Regions from separate parts of the Gossypium hirsutum genome. Here region 1 is linked to region 2. The links are chromatin contacts, called in public Hi-C maps. All regions are on one chromosome and are shown on one strand. Each heading gives the region's core, a stretch centred on a gene start, on an enhancer-like site or on the middle of the called end of the contact. The rest is flanking DNA. Distances are from core to core; before and after follow the strand shown.

Region 1 (2,700 bases), core at 85-2,584, 540 kb after region 2:
TCGATGATGCATGGATCCTTGGGAATTATAATTTTAGATTATCTACTTCTATTCTTAATTTGCAGCATTCATTGGTGTTAGAACTTATAGATGCAAATGAAAGAAAATGGAAGCATGAGTTAATTAGTAATACCTTCTCGACGTCGGATGCAACCCAAATCCTCCGTATTCCGTTGGTAAAAGAGGCTCATGATAATTGGTTGGTGTGGGATGTGAGTCTTCAGGGGAGTTCTCCATCCGAAGTACTTATATACTATTACAGATACTTCGAGGGTTTCTAGTGCTTACGCTTTACAATCAATTTCTAGTGATTTCTACAAAAAGCTATGGAGCTCCCTGGGAAAATTAAAATTATAGTTTGGAATATTTCTTTGAATTACTTGCCTACATTAGCTAACATGAAATACAAGAAACTTGTGAACACAACATGCTGTCCTCGTTGAGAAAGGGAGGAGGAAATAGTGGATCATTTGTTTCGAGTATGCCGTGTAACAATTGAAGTATGGTCAGATCTTAAATTTTCACATTTCCTAAGTAATCAAGATTTTGGGTTTGGACATTGGCTTACTGGAGTATTTGATGCATGTTCTATCACTCAGTGATGGCTTTTTTTTACGCGCTATGGGTTATCTGGCGAGATAGGAACATAAGGGTCCATGAGAGTGAGTTTGCTACAGGGAGGGATATAGCACATTTCATCAGGGGTTACATTGTAAAGATTACTGAGACAGAGAAGAGGACAATTACAAAAGAAACTGGATTGGTGTGCTAGAGGGTAACATCAGATTCAACCATTAAAATCAACTTTGATGGCACTTTTGACGGACAGAGATTTCAATCGGCTTTGAGTGTTGTGGCAAAGAATGCTAAAGGGAAAGTGGTACTTTCACGAGCGGAGACTAATTAAGGGGTTTTTTTAGCCTTCGCTGTTGAAGCTATTGCTTGCCATCGAGCAATACAAATGGGTATAGAACAGGGTCGGGTGCAAGTAATAAACGAGGGCGATTCATTGTCAACAATTAAGAAATGTCAGTCAATACATCTGAATAAATCGTTAATTGGTGCTTATATCATATATATACATCAGTTGAGAGACGAATTTCAAAAGATCTTTTTCAGCCATATACCAAGATCAGCCAATGAGTTAGCCCACACCGATTACGAAAGAAACACTGAGAGGGGGTGAGTCCTTTTACCTAGAGGAGGGAGTGGACAGAGCGAAGGAACTGGAATAAAGAAGGTGATGCGGTGGTAAAGAATGGAGAAAGAAAGAGTTAATGTCAAGGATGAAAGGAAATGCTACTCACTTCTCTTTGTACTTTTGAACCGTCGAAAAATGAAATTAATTGCAGGTGTTGGGACGGTTGCTAAGGATTGAGCTGATTGGGCAATGGAATAGTGATGTAGACTTTTTGGAATTTTCTTTTTTGTTCTGATATTTTTTTTACATAAGTTTGGGCCTTTTATTTGGGTTTGCGTGAGTTTTTTTGTTTTTTTAATTTTATAGATTTTTTTTCATTTTTGTTTGTTTTGGATTTCAAAGTAATAAAGCCCAATCTATTTTATTTAAAAATAATAATCCCCAAAAGACTCTCATCCACCTTATTTTTATAGTTTTCTTTTTGCAATTAAAATGATTATTAACTTGATTTTTTAAATAATCTCATTATAGGTTATGATCATATCTGCTATTTTGACACAATACTTAGAACTACCCATAGTCCCTCCCCGACCCATAAATCGAAGGATAATGCACATCAACGCACTCGAACCGGTGTCCTCCTGCATTGACAACAATACCCATGCTAATCAAGCTAAGACTCAATCGACATTAACTGAATTTTTTCATATTAAGTAAATATAATATATTTTTTTGAGTAAACTGAAAATTTTAAAAGTAACACATATGAAGCATATGATGTAGTTAATTGAATTTTTTTACGTATTAAGAAGTTAATTTTAAAATAATATACTATTTTATTTTATATAAACTTTATTAAAATCTAATTTTGAATAAATATAATTTGTTAGAGAATTAATTTAAAATTTTTAAAACTAACACATATGAAGCAATTAATTATTAATATATTATATTATATTTATTTAAACTTTTTAAAATCAGCATAATTTTTTTAATATAAAATAAATATCTCGAAGCATGTACCGTACACCAATAAAATTGAAACAAATCAATATAAATAAAATATTAACAAATCGATATTATTTAAATAATTAATATTGATCTATAATCTAAATTGATATTTCAAAATTGATATTTTTGCCAAACTTCGAATAGAATAAAACTTTCAAGGGGACAAACAACCTTTATGGCTTATTAATAAATTGAAGGGTAAATTACACCAACAGTCACTCAACTTTTAATTTAGACAATCAACTTCCAAAAAATAACAAATCAGTCATTAGCACTAGCAAAAAGTGACAAATCAATCACCTACTAACGTTTTCGGTTACAGGTCTAATGGAATAGGTGTCCTGGCCAGTTAACTTTCTTTGTTGGTTTATGGTTTTTTCGATTTAAGGGCATTTGGGTTTATGGTTTTTTAGATTTCTTTGTTGAAATATGTTGCATTCGCATGGGGTTTATGCACTGCATATGTTTGTATTCAATGAGTTTATGACTTCATTTTGGATTTTGTTGAAAAAACTATTTAGGGTTTTGATAGAAATGGATACATTTGT
Region 2 (2,700 bases), core at 27-2,526:
CATAGGATTAGAGACAAGCATGACAAAACCTATGGTAGTCCTGATTTACAAAATACAATAAATATAAGCTCAATGTAGTAAACAGCTCACTTGTGATTAAAAAGAAAAAAAAGAAAAACCTAGTTCTACAGCTCTTTAATACGTATGTTTTAGCTAATGTAAAATATATATATATATATATATACATATAGATAGATAGATAAATATTTCCTTCAGCACAATGACAATGCTAAAAATTTACACCATAGCCTCCGCAAGCCCCTACGCAAATGAGTAGAACTAAGGATTTTCATTCTATAAAAGATTGGCAATTCCACTTCAAAACCCCACATGCGACTGTGAATAATTTTCATGCATAATTAGTTAAACAGATACCATTTATACAACATACTAACTGCCAACCAACAACAACCATTACAAAATTTATGATATTCATGAGATCTAGAACTTAAATAAAAGGTTTATTATATCATAAACACTTAAATCATATATATATAGCAGCTCCAAGAATTAAACATCTAAGCAATTCTAGCAAGCCAGATTAGCAATACATATTTAAAATTTTACTCTTAACACCACCTTAATTTGCACTGGATCTTCAAATAAAGCTAGCAACATTATTAAAAACAAGATCTGTTTAAATAAAACGCCACAGTTAATCATCCTTTTATTTAATGAGAGAGAACGAGCGATAAATCATCATTAATAAAGTTCAAATAAACTTTTAGACATTCATAAGAGCTCTCGAGTTCCAAAATCCGCGTTCAGATCCAGGCTATGCCTAATATTGTTACTTCTTTTTTCAACAGAACAAAACAGGTTCTATTATTTTAAAAAATAACAAAAAAGAAAGGATAAAGTGCAGATCTGAAGAAAGGCTTACTCTTGCCAAGCAGAGAGGATGAACATTGAAGCGAAAAGAACCCTCCCGACGAATGAAACTAACGCCATTTTTTTGGATTAAACACTTCAAAAAATTCCAAGAAAAATAACAATGAAAAAAAAAAGGAAATTACTGTTTGAAAACGAGACAAAAATGAAGCGAAACGAATCTACGAAACCAAAAACCCCAATAGCCGGAGGTTTTTTTATAAAGAGAGAGAGAGAGAGAGAGAGAGAGAGAGAGAGAGAGAGAGAGAGAGATCAGTGTAAAAACGATGTTGGAGCGCAAGTAGGAGACTGTCTTTATACTCGCGGAATTAGGAATGGAACACGTCCGTTTGACCAATCAAATTCGTTGGTTTTAGTCTCCGAAGGCGCGTGACGTGACGTGGACGAGAGTAGGAAGCGAGTTGAATCTTATTTTTTAGTTTATGTACGGAAATATCCCTGTGGTTTGGTGTAATTTACGATCGTTGCCATCCTGAGACGTGTTTTTAAGTTTTAAAATCCTTCAATTTTGCCGCCGGTCCTGTTTTGGGGTCCATTTTGTGAAATTTGAATGTGAATTGAGTGAATGTGGTTTTGGGAAAAGCTGAAAGGAAATTCTCGGTGTTAAAAAAAGGTCTAATTAGGTGAGATTTATCTATAATTAATGTTTTAATCTTAGATTTGAAGTTGTCATTTGGAGGAATATGTGTTAAAGAAAGAAAAGGTTTCCTTTTTCTAAGACCTCGGCTTTCTAATCAATATTTGCATTCTATTAAATTTATATTCAAATTAAGCTCAACTTTTAAATGAGGCCAAAACTGTTTAATGAAGAGTAAATTTCATACCATTTAATTTAACAAGTTTGATAAAAGTTAATCAATCATAAAATTATATATGAATATGTGAGTGTCTTGTATTAATGTTTTTGAAGAAAAATGTGTATAAATAATATAATATTCTATGTAAATATATGTATAGTATGCTTCAATACCTTTTCTTATAAGAGTTATATTTAATTATTCGTATTTAAATATTATTTATTTGAAATTTTGTTGAATATTAATACAATTGAAACTAATATTATTGTAAATTTATTAAGGTTGCACATAATATCTTTCTCAAATAAATTTAATTAAATAAGAACATGGCTTATTTAAAAAAAAAAAAGAAGAAGTTAGGAATATTCATTAGAAAACTGTTGAGGATAGGATTCAACAAGGGAGGGTTAAGACGGTTTTCGACAATTCACCTAGTTTAGGGCAAGGCAGAGAGTCGTTGTGGATGTTAGAGAAGGATGTAAGGTTGGAAGGAGAGAGAGTGAGAGAGAGAAATTCGGTCCCTAGATTTGGGAGTCGTTGTTGGCTTATATAACAGGTTGTGATCCTGAGGTGCCACATGTCCCGATGTTATTGGTGATTGGGGAGATAATGTCAACTAGTCTGCCATGGTAGGCCTGGGCCTATGGCTGCTAGAGTTGCGATGAGACAAGCTCTCAATCATGTAAGGCGGAATTAGTGTTTGGCGACTAGTGTCATAAATGGAAGTTCAGTGAGGCCTTCACCTGATTTATGTACAGGTGTGCCTAGATCGAGGAGTTCTTAAAAAGCTCTTATATCATTTCCAAGCGAGGTGTTGGGAAAGGAGTTCGCACATTTGATGCTCTAAGAGGTGGTATGTCAGGGATTTTCCCAAGGTATGGTACTTACTCTAATGAGTGGGCCTAGTTTCTGAAGAGTGGCGCTTTAGGGTATTCTACGGGGTGTTTGCATTGATCCTCAATGGGTTATGCTCGAGAGGTTGGGGGTATAAAAATTTTTATCTAGTCCAGAG

Evidence for each region. Hi-C and Micro-C count contacts between places; a contact is called where the count stands out from the background.
Region 1: a contact with region 2 is called in a Hi-C map of leaf, with 2.4 times the contacts expected there. The contact joins the enhancer-like site here to the promoter of LOC107914900 in region 2. A contact is called at or near these places in 4 of 34 Hi-C or Micro-C datasets (leaf and seedling).

The regions. Positions count from the first base shown.
Region 1 is chrD10:42,608,402-42,611,101 of Gossypium_hirsutum_v2.1, forward strand. No RefSeq gene overlaps it. Among protein-coding and RNA genes, the nearest start is that of LOC107915847, 25 kb to the left of the region's middle. Within about 2 kb of position 1,335, at least 5 of the 9 cell types and tissues checked have an H3K27ac peak or open chromatin away from gene starts, as enhancers often do. A contact at or near this core is called in leaf, where this site is marked.
Region 2 is chrD10:42,066,571-42,069,270 of Gossypium_hirsutum_v2.1, forward strand. LOC107914900 reads right to left here and starts at 1,277. Exons shown (of 5, transcript XM_016843951.2): 1 at 884-1,277. The coding sequence starts at 951.